Linked DNA regions of Zea mays: region 1 is linked to region 2. A link is a contact called in public Hi-C data. All regions are on one chromosome and are shown on one strand. The core of a region is the stretch at or near the end of the contact, and the rest is flanking DNA. Distances in the headings are between cores, read along the strand shown. Region 1 has its middle 98 kb from the start of LOC100273623. Region 2 has its middle 42 kb from the start of LOC103653626.

The links. A called contact is a pair of places that touch in the nucleus more often than the background predicts.
Region 1: a Hi-C map of endosperm shows a contact between it and region 2, with 10 times the contacts expected there. The contact joins two enhancer-like sites. A contact is called at or near these places in 3 of 25 Hi-C or Micro-C datasets (bundle sheath, endosperm and leaf mesophyll).

What each region holds. Positions count from the first base shown.
Region 1 is chr4:121,353,707-121,359,462 of Zm-B73-REFERENCE-NAM-5.0, forward strand. No RefSeq gene overlaps it. Among protein-coding and RNA genes, the nearest start is that of LOC100273623, 98 kb to the right of the region's middle. Within about 2 kb of position 1,290, at least 17 of the 20 cell types and tissues checked have an H3K27ac peak or open chromatin away from gene starts, as enhancers often do. A contact at or near this core is called in bundle sheath, endosperm and leaf mesophyll, where this site is marked.
Region 2 is chr4:121,153,286-121,159,216 of Zm-B73-REFERENCE-NAM-5.0, forward strand. No RefSeq gene overlaps it. Among protein-coding and RNA genes, the nearest start is that of LOC103653626, 42 kb to the right of the region's middle. Within about 2 kb of position 4,511, at least 18 of the 20 cell types and tissues checked have an H3K27ac peak or open chromatin away from gene starts, as enhancers often do. A contact at or near this core is called in bundle sheath, endosperm and leaf mesophyll, where this site is marked.

The DNA of each region.
Region 1 (5,756 bases), core at 40-2,539, 200 kb after region 2:
CCTCTCTTTTAGACTCGATTATATTTCTAACGCTAACCCCGGCTTGTAGGTGTGCTTAAAGTTTATAAATTTTAGATTTGCCTATTCACCCCCTCTAGGCGACTTTCAAATAGGATATAAATTTTAATGTGACTTTCTTGTACAAAACAGTGGCACTAATGAATAAACAATAATATTATAAAATTATAGAAATTGGAATGGATTGATTTGGACTTCATATGACTTTTATATGAATTAAACAAGTTCTACAATTATTTTTATACTCAAAATCAATTTCTAAATTTCCTTTTTCCTGTTTTCTTTAATTCCTGGACTGGGCGCACAATTCTGTGGTTTTACAGGGGCTAAAATGTAAGTTCCAGGGGCATAGATTAAACCTCCCTATACTGTTTATGGACCGCGGGTTCATTTCGTAACTCAACAGGGGCTCATTAGAAAAGTGCGCGGTGAAGGGGTATCGTGTATTCACAGCCGTCAGATTAGATCCAACAGCCCCGAGCACGCCAGTACTTAAAGGTAACGGCGATCAACAGCGTCCCTATCATGGATCAGCGGCCCACACACGACCACGCCACGATCCAATCCTGCCCATCCATTCCAATACCTACGACTCAGATCTAATACGACGAAAGGGTATTTGGCATTCTAATCTACACCATTCATCCAGATCCAACGGTGCAGAGTGCTTCTTCTACCCCGCGTCCAAGGCCGAGCAAGGCACCCGCGCCCACGCCGGAGAGTACGCCGGAGCACACCATCGCAGCGATCCCGGCCCGAATAGTCTTGCGAAAGTGTGCTACGTGTCGCGGAGACAAAGACAAGCACGTTGGAAGGCCTCTTACCGGTGATTAAGCTCCAGGTATTCCTATCCACGGCGCGCAACGGTGTTCGGCGGAAATCACGACGCCTGTGAGTAATTGAGATGGCCCCAGTGAGAAATCCCGCACGGCGCGACCCCTAAGACTCTCACTAACGCGCCCATGATGCGCCCTAGCCCTGATTACCCGGAGCAGCCCGCCGGCGGCGTTCGCTCGTTGTACTGCCCTCGGCGGCTCTCACGGATGTGTGTGTGGCTGTGACGAGGTGGCGCGCGATAGTCCAGGGTTAAATGCGGGGATCCACGACCCGGCCTTAAGTAATCGAAGGGAGGGGCGAAGCTCGCGGGTTTGTTGCGCCGACCTCCGCGGATTTCGTGGTGATGGTTTCAGCCGCCGTCGCATGAAGTGAAGGGCAACCTGGCTTCCCTGACCCACCAGTCAGAGGTGCGCGGCGCCCAGGTGACCGCCATCCTGGGCCCGCACGTCGGCGCGCGGTCTTCTGGCGATTGGGCTGCGCGGGTGGAAAGTCTGGGAATGGGCCAAGAAGAGGGAAGGAGAAATGGGTCGACGGGAGAACAATCGGCCCAGTGGTCGAATGAGTTTATTGTTTTCTTTTTCTGTTTTTGATTTTCCTTTTTAATAATTTCTTTTGAATTTCCAAACTTCAAGTATTCAAACTGAAGTCAATTTATATTTTTGGATTTCGGAATTCCAAAAATAAAACATATCCTAATGGGAATTTAAAATCTACTGTCAATCATGTTATTATTTATTTTCCTTGTCATTTATTTACCAAAGGAATAAATGGTTCCCTAAATTGTTTTCTTTCTCATTTTCTATTTTAAATTCACAATTTGAATTCAACTATGGATGTTAATTTGTACTCAAGTTAATGTACAAAATAAACATACTAGTATGGACAGATTATATTTATTTACTTATTTATTTTGTATAGCATATTTCCTTTCTTATTTTCATATTCATAATTTGAATTCCCATATTATTATATTTTGACATTACAAAATTATAATTCCAATCTAAGATAAAGTTTAGGAATTCACATTTTCACTACATACTCCAAATTAATTATGAAACCATAGATATACATTTATTTTAATTGATTAAATGTTTGAGATATGAGACACACTCATATTGTTCCTCTCTTTTTAGGAAAATGTTATTTTGATTGTGGGACAAGAATTAAAAGTTACTTCAAACTCAGATATTTATGTAACTAAATGCTTATGGTGCATCATTTGATGATGTGCTTACTGTTTTAGTTGAATAGAAAACTTTTCTATTACTTCTTTTCTGAAATAATTCTTGGTTTTCAAAATTCAGTCCTCAAATTTCAACACTCTAGTATAATTTGAGATTTCTGAATTTACTATTTTATCACTTCATATATTTATTTTGTTATTTTTTATACACATTTTGGACCTTACACCTTGGTAACCTTCGGTCAGAGGTTATCAAACTAAGGAATGAAGCTACAGAGAAGGATAAAATTTTGCTTTCCTTAGTAGACAGAGTCAAGGCTAGTGAAGCCAATCTTGTCGCGCAGTCCGAAGCTCATAGAGCTGAAATTGAAAATTTAAAGAAAAAGCTTGCCGAGAAGAATGAAGATTTCGAAGTGGCTAAGGCAAAGCCGGAAATAATCGAGTGGACTAGCGCCAGATTGAAAAAGAATGCAGATGAGCTTCGGGATTCGAAGGAAAGATATTATGAAAAATCCTTGGATTCTGCCAAGAAGCTGAAAGATAGTTTTGCAAAGGTGGGTGCTTAATCATCCGAGCAAAAATTTATTAGAGGTGATCCCGAAGGGATCATCGAATGTATTGGTGAAAAATCTGAAGCTTTCGAGGAGATCCTTAGTGATCGCGGTGATTTCTGCGCCTTTGCCGGTGCCAGAGGGGTTGCAGCAATTTTGGAAATATTTGGCTGCGAACACGTTAAATCTGCAACCCAGACAGAGGTTGTCTTCACTGTGGAGAACACGAAGGATCCTTCGGCTGAGGCGACTTTGATGGGCGGAAAATTTTACTCCAACATTTGGAAGAAAGGCGGCCGAGAACTAGCCGACGAAGCTATAAAGAAGAATGAGAAACAAACTCATGAAGCACGAGAAGAAGCCAAGCGAGCCGAAGAGGCTGCCGAGCGTGCAAGGCGCATAGGTATTTTACTGTTTCATAGCTTTAGTATTTTTTCTGGCTTCAGATTAACAACATATTACTTTTACTGTAGCTGAACATTCGCCGCCACCTGAGCCCTATGATCCCAAAGCTGATCCAGCAATGAAGGCAGCACTAGAAACTATAAGAATTGCTGAAGAAGCTGTTGACGAAGCTGTCAACAAACTTCTGAACGAAGCTGCTAAGAAGATTTTGAAGGAAGACTAGACTTTTGTGTAGCTAGGACATGCAACATTTGTGTGATGTAATATTCGTATGAGTTAAACATTGTATATCTATGTGTACATTAATGTAATATATTTCTTTGCGATGCATGAAATTTGCGTACATACCATTTTTGAGCCTTCGACGAAAAAACACCTTCCCTTCTTTTCATGCTTCGAAAAGAAAAAAACCCTTCTATAGCAAAGCTATTGTATGATATTGTTGTCGATAAATATTTTCCTGGTAAGATTGTAATTGCCAAAGGTTTGCATCGTGCCCCGACACACTTTCATTCATCAAGTTATTGCCGAAGGTTTGCATCGTACTCAATCTTTGCTATTGATGCGACATGATGTATGATGTAATGCTATGCGGAATGATGCGATGATATGATGCGGCATGATGTTTATGCCAAAGACACATATCTACACGGAAACACTCAGACTCTGCATCCCCTTAGGGACGTCTTTTGAGTCTCTTCACCTTATATTTCGGTGGCATTTAAGCTCTGCATCCCCTTAGGAACAACTTTGGAGCTTATTCACCTTCTATTTTGGTGGCATTTTGTCGGGGACCATAATTAGGGGTACCCCCAAGACTCCTAAACTCGGCTGGTAACCACCATCAGCATAAAGCTGCAAAGGCCTGATGGGCGCAATACAGGTCAAAGCTCCGCCCACTCAAGGGACACGACCTCGCCTCGCTCGAGGCAAACCTCGGGCAAGAACAGCAGACCCAGGTGGATTCACGTCTCGCCCGAGGGTCTCCTCAAGCAACGGGCGCACCTTCGACTCGCCCGAGGCCCAGCTCGGGCAGGCTTCGCGGACAAGCAACCTTGGCCAAATAGCCTCGCCAACCGACCGTATCGCAAGAGCATTCAATGCAAGGATCGCCTGACACCTTATCCTGACGCGCGCTCCTCAGTTGACAAGGCCGAAGTGACCGCAGTCACTACGCCACTCCACTGGCTGACCTGACAGGAAAACAGCGTCGCCTACGCTGCTCCGACTGCTGTGCCACCCGCTAGGGTGAGGCTGACAGCCGCCAAGTCCAACCTCAGGCGCCATAGGAAGCTCCGCCTCGCCCGACCCTAGGGCTCGGACTCCACCTCGACCTCGGAACACGGTCTCCGCCTCGCCCGACCCTAGGGCTCGGACTCAACCTTGACCTCGGACGACGGTCTCCGCCTCGCCCGACCCCAAGGCTCGGACTCAACCTCGACCTCGGACGACGGTCTCTGCCTCGCCCGACCCCAGGTCTCGGACTCAACCTCGACCTCGGACGACGGTCTCTGCCTCACCCGACCCTAGGGCTCGGACTCAACCTCGACCTCGGAAGACGGTCTCCGCCTCGCCCGACCCCAGGGCCCGGACTCAGCCTCGACCTCGGAGGAGTCACCGCCTTGCCCGACCTTGGGCTCGGACCGACCACGTCGCAGGGGGTACATCATTACCCTACCTCTAGCTAGCTCAGGCTACAGGGAACAAGACCGGCGTCCCATCTGGCTCGCCCCGGTAAAACAAGTAATGATGGCACCTCACGTGCTCCATGACGACGGCGGTTCTTAGCCCCCTACGGAAGCAAGGAGACGTCTGCAAGGACCCGACAGCCCCGACAGCTGAGCTTCTACAGGGTTTAAGCGCTCCTCCGACGGCCACGACATCACATGAACAGGGCACCAACACCTCTCCGACAGCCACGTCGGCATGTACATAGGGCTCTGGCTCCTCTCTGCTAGACACGTTAGCACATTGCTACACCCCCCATTGTACACCTGGGCCCTCTCCTTACATCTATAAAAGGAAGGTCCAGGGCCATCGTACGGGAAGGTGGCCGCGCGGGAGAACAGGCTGACGGACAGTCTCCCTCTCTCTCTCTCCCTCGCGAACGCTTGTAACCCCCTACTGCAAGCGCATCTGCCCTAGGCGCAGGACAACACGAGCCGCGGTTCCCCTTATTGCTCCCCCTTGTGTTCCGTCTCGCGCCGACCCATCTGGGCTGGGACACGCAGCGACAATTTACTCGTCGGTCCAAGGACCCCCGGGGTTGAAACGCCGAAAGTTGGCACGCCAGGTAGGGGCCTGCTGCGTGTTGACGAACAGCTTCCGTCAAGCTCTAGATGGGTAGTCTCCAGCAACCTCTCCAGCCCGGGACGATGCTCCGTTTTGGGAGTCTCGAGTTCATGTCCCTCGACGGCAGCTACGACATGGTACTCCTTCCTCCGCCGCGTGACAACGACAATGGTGGCCTTCAGCCCGCCCGCCGGCGGCAGAATCGACGACGTCTTCCCCCCGTGGCGGAAGAACAGCATCCGGGTTTGTCCCGTCACCCTCTCCGCCGATGGAGGAGGAGGCGGGGCAACCATGGCCAAGCAGGAGCGCGGCACCTCGTTGGCTGTCGAGCGAGTCGACGACGCCGGCGCCCCAGCGGGGGACACGTCGGGCGTCGGCCTCGCGTCTGAGACGAAGACGGGCGTCGTTTCCCCGCAACACGCCAACCCCAAGCGGACGGACGATGCCAGCACGCTCGCGAAGGACTTGTT
Region 2 (5,931 bases), core at 3,261-5,760:
TACTTTGGGGGTTTTATTAGCTAATTAGATTAGTGTGTCACCTACTAAAGCTAATACATTATCTTATGGTGGTACATGCAGACATGCTAAGATGCCCGACTATACTATTTCAATCAATCAAAGAAGCAAATCAGGCATTTATCATCAGAACAATCAACCAACATTTTACTAGAGAAAATAATTTTATTTTTTTGTCTTAGGTCTCCTATCTCTTTAAAAGGGTCATAAATGTAGGATTCCAAGGTGTGAAATCCATCTTGTCTTAGAGTAGAAAAGAGAAGAGTAATCAGAGTAGAACAGCAAAAGGTGAGACAGGATCAAGATAAGTATAGTAAGAATCATAGTAAGGTAAGTAGGTAAGGGTTTTGTCCATTTCTATCTAGGTTTCGTCCTACAGTCAACATTTCCTTTGATACCACTTCTCTCACACCCGGATTAAAGGGATAAAGCCGGGTGTGTCTCATATGTGCGCCACAGAAGAACAACGCATATAATAACAGAGTGTATAGAGATAAATGTCACAATATCATAAAAGTAATTATTACATAGCGGAAGTCTAACAAAAATAAATTATAAATATAAAATGAACTAATGTCCAACCATGGCGCCATAAAGTTGACTGGGAGAAGCCACCTAGATCAAATCGTACTCCTCGTTGTACGGCTCCTCCTGGACGACCTGTTCTTCTCCTATGGGGGGTTATATATCGCAAGTGTGAGCTCACAAAAGATCATAGCTCAAAAAGATGTGGGGAATAATGTGCATGAACTCACCAAAGGTGGGAGTTCATGTGAAGTCTAAGGCTGATCAACAATAGGGGTTAAAGCTAAGTATTGCTTTTAATAAGTTGGTCAAATTTTATTAGCAGTTACTAAATGTAAGTAAATACCAAACAGAATAATAATAGAACAAAATTAATAATAAATCCCATGCAATGCAAATGACAAATTGAATTTAGTTCCATAGTTTAATCATGGGAGAGTCCTGAGCTGCTCATGACCGCGAGCACGGCTAGTATACCAGTTTTACACTCTGTAGAGGTTGTACCCTGTACCCACAAGTCATGTATCCCATGTCGCTAAGGTGAGCCAGATCTTTAGACACTACCGAGGTGAATGGCTAGGGATCCACTACGAGGCCTTTACAAAGTTCCACTAGCTTCAGAAAACCCGCTACAGTTTCTAGGAAGAGCAATGCAGGAATCCCCCGTCTGATCGCCATCACAGTAAAATCAACCCGGGAACCTCCCTACATGCCTACTCCCCTACTGCCCTTGCCCTTATCGGGTAAGGTAGTCCTCCACTAGCTTTCCTAGTTAGTAAGCCAAGGGCGTCCCATTCCACCCTTGTGGTGGCACGTGTTTCTCAAGTTAAGCTCCATGTTCCAATTAAATAATAGTCTTATCATGAACAGAAATAGAAAAATAATAAATAATTGGAACATAATCATAATGTAATGTTAATCCCAAAACCATGTATAGCAATAGCAATGACTACCCAAAATTCAGGGGTAAACAAGGTAACAAGATAATCAGACTAGGGTGACCTATTGGTGAGAGCACTTAGAGGGGGGTGAATAGGTGATCCTGTAAAATCAAATACTAAATAGCACAAACTTGGTTTATAAATGTTAGAAAGATTGAAGCCAAGTTGTTAAAGCGAGAACTCTTCACTTGATTGTTCCTTTAGAGTGAGTAATGAACTATGGAACAATATCACAAGTGATTAAGCGAGAACTCGAGAGAAGAAACCAATCACACAAAAGATGGCACAAGAGACTTGGTGATTTTATCCCGTGGTTCGGCCAATGCCTACTCCACGTTGTGGTGACCTCCTTCGGTCCAGGATTGCACTCAATCCCTCTCAAGTGAATCAACGATCAACCTTGAGTACCATGGTTTTATTCCTTAGTAGTCTTTTCCCATTTGCGAGGAATCTCCACAAGTTGGAGCCTCTCGCCCTTACAATGTTTGATCACAAGAAAAGCACAAGAGTAAGGGAGGGAAAGCAACACACACAAAACTAGAATCGCAGCAAACACACGCACACAAGCCAAGACATGAGCACAAAACACGGCGCAGGGAGTTTACAACTCAAATGGTGCTCAAATCTCTAACACGATGATCCGAGTGCGTGGTGGCGAAGTCTAGGCATCTTAGAATGTTTAATGAATGCTTGGTTCAGTGCTCCATGCGCCTAGGGGTCCCTTTTATAGCCCCAAGGCAACTAGGAGCCGTTGGAACTCCATTTGGTAGGCAATTCTTGCCTTCTGTTTGTCGGTGCACCACACTGTCCGGTGGTGCACTGGACAGTGAACAGTACGCGGCACAGAATCCCCTGATTGGCTATCTTCCTTTTCTATGGGGCACCGGACCGTCCGGTGCACCATGTGACCGTTGGCGCTTGTCGATGTGGCAGATAGCCGTTGCACGGTTGGAGCACCGGACTGTCCGGTGCCTCACACGGACTGTCTGGTGATTTTTAGCCGACGTAGCCAGCAAAAATCTGAGAGCGAGGAGTTCGCAGACCTTGCACCGAACTGTCCGGTGCACACACCGGACTGTCTGGTGATTGGCTCCGGATCGTCCGGTGCACACCGGACTGTCCGTTGAGTAGCTCCATACCGTCCGGTGTTGCGTAGTTCAGCACCTTTTCTTCATTTCTTTCTTTTTCTTCTTTTGATTCTTTTGGACTTCACTTAGCTGAGTCCCCGGCACTTAGACTATAGTGTTTAGCATATAAAATAATTGACCAAGTGTATAGAGCTTACCTTTACTCTTTATTTGCACCTCTTTAACACTTGGCACACATCACCTTGATATAATATGTCTTGGGCATCTAATCACCAAAATATTTATAGAAATGGCCCAAGGGTGCATTTCCCTTTCAATTGGGTCCCATCAAAATTAAGCCTATTCATGGATAAGTGATAATAAAGAACATTATTGGGTAATAAAAGTGGTCAACGGCACAACTTGCCTTCAATGAGCCCCTGCTCATTAACTTCTACCTGCTGAACACCAGACTCCTTTGCTAGTGGCTCTTCTACTCGCTACAATACAAACAAGCATAGTACAAAGGAGAAATCAACATCACACTAAACATGTATACAAAATACATATTAATAATCTACACATTAAAATGAGATCATAGGAAAAAGAATCACTAAATTCGGAGTTACGGATCTTAAGTTATTAATTTTCGAAGCTTTATGTGTTTGGTACAAGATAAATTAAAAGATCAATTTTAATACAGTGTTCATGTTAAAATAGAGGCACTATGTGATGAACAATATTATTACAAAATTATAGAAACTGGAATGGAACAATTTGGAGTTAATATGATTTTTTTAGGAATTAAACAAGTTCTAGGGTTATTTTTATACTTAGAAATTCATTTCTTAAATTAATTCCTGATTAAATCTCTGTTTGGACTGCGCGCGCAAAAACAGATAAGTACAGGGGCTTCTACGTAAAATCTTGAGACTCAGTACAAAGTGGCACTGGACTATGGGTCGATATCTATCTTCTGCGGGGTCTCTTTAATAAAATTCCCTGGCCCAAAGGTACCGCGGTACCCAAGCCGTCAGATCGGGAGCCAACAGCCCAGATTAGATCTAATTCTCCGCGAAGTGGTATGTCATCATGAGCGTTGGATTCAATCCTACGGCCTAGATTTTTATGCGGATCCGAACGACGCCGTTCATCAGATCAACCGTCAACGCTCCCGATTTTATTTCCCCCGAACCGGTGTCCTACATCTAATTCGAGCCGCATCTGAAAGATCTAACGACTCACACAAACTCGTGCACCTTCTTCCCTATACCGGCCGGCGGCGTCCTACGCACGGCGGCGCTCTCATCGGAGCTTAACGTCTCCCTCATTCTCGGCCCGATTACCCGCGCCAATGACTGCAAAACGTAGAGTACGGTACGACGAAACACGGGAAAGGCATCTCACCACTGCTAGACGCACGGACGGCCTCAACCGCGGGAGCTTGCAGTCGGCGACGGATTTCGATCGACGGTGAGCAATTCAGGCGGTGCTGGCCACGAATCCCATGCGACCCGGCTTTGTCAACCTTCCTTCAGGCCAGATGAAGCCTAGGGACACCACCTCGAGGACTGGGTCAACGGCAAGTAGATCTCTCGTGGTGGCACACGGCGCTCGGCTTCTCTCGGTCTCTCCGTGCGGCACAACTGGTGAGACGAGGAGAAGAGGAGAGGGGGGTCTGCCCACTTATCCGACGATGACGCGAAGATCTCGCCCGCAAGCTACGCCAGAACGAGCTGCGGGGTGGTCGTTATGGCGCCCACCACGTTGGAATTGCAGGCACGAGGACTAGGTGGACAGAGGGCGTGGGCGGGAGAGAACATATGCGCCGACGACCCTGGCCCACCCATCAATGCGTGGTTGATCATGGCAAGCGGAGCTGCGGAGCCCACTGGTCACCGCCTGGTGCTAGGGACGCACGGTACAGGCGTCAAACCGGACCATGCGGAGAGGGAATGTGTGTGTCTGGCGCGTGGGCCAGTGGTGTTGGCGCCGATTCCCGGAACTGGGTTGAGCGAATGGTAAGGGCTATGTGGGCCAAATTTAGACACAGCGAGGCCCAATTAGATGTTTTCCCTTTTTCTTTTATATTTCCCCTTTTCTTTTCTTTTCCTTTTTATTTCCAAATTCATAATTTAAATTCCATTTAAATTCAAACTTTGTGGTAGATTTATCTTCACATTAAATGTCCAACTTAAACATGGCATAGGCTGAATTTATCTATTTTAATATTTATTTTGTGATGACTAGTGCTTCTCTTTCTCCAAATTCTAAAATTCCAAATTTAGGTCTAAATTCCCAGTTTGAACATTGATGTCTTTCTATAGATTTTTATTATTATTATTATATGCACTCACAAATAACTCCAGCATGATGCATGATTTATTTTATAGGTTATTGGTTAATTACTCAATAAAAATGTGTTTGTTCACATGTTTATATTAACTAGAGGCAAACATACAAGTAATTCAATTCCACCTTCATTATTTACATTTTTGGGCATTACAGCCAGCATGCTGGCCAAGCGTCCCCCTGCCCCCACCCCCCATACTGCGGCTCCCCTGCTTAGGGATGGCAATGGGTACGGGTATGGGTAAGTAACCGCAGATAATTATCCATTGGGCATCAATATGGTGGAATTTTCTATCCATGGATACAGGTATGGATATAATAAGGTACCCATAGATAATGTTTTCGCGGATATGGATATCCAGTATCCATACTCATTACCCGATGGGTATCTGACATGTGGGCCATCCTAATTTAATATATTATCCTAAATTCTATTTTTCAATTTTCTTCCATGACATGTTGTTTGGTGCTAAAATTATCATTTGATGCTGCTAGAATGATCAAACTTTTGAAATATGATTAAATTATTGTTTGGTGTTGAATATAAAATTATATTGAGCAGGCGGGTAACTAGAGATGGCAATAGGTACCCACTACACGAAACCTGGTGGGTTTTTTCTCTATTAGGATATGGGTTTGGATCAATTTCTCTACCCATAGGTTTGTTAATAGGTTCAAATGGAAATCCAATGGGTACGTGGGCATGGGTTTGTTCTTCTACTACTCATACTCGCAAACCCATGGGTTTTTAAAATCCGCCTTAAAATCAGCATTCCTTATAAATAAGTCTCATAATATTATTAATTGAATATGTTCTAATTGAAATAAACTTCATGTGACAAAGTTTAAGCTAAAATTAGTTATCACTTGTTCCTTTTATCCTGGCTTATTAATGTATTGACTGTCATTTACATGATGAATTATTTTTTATGTTGATGTTAGTGGGTATGAGAAACCCGTTGGGGTACCGAAACCCCATAGGCATGGGTTTGTGTAAAATTTTATACCCGACATGGGTATGTGTTTTT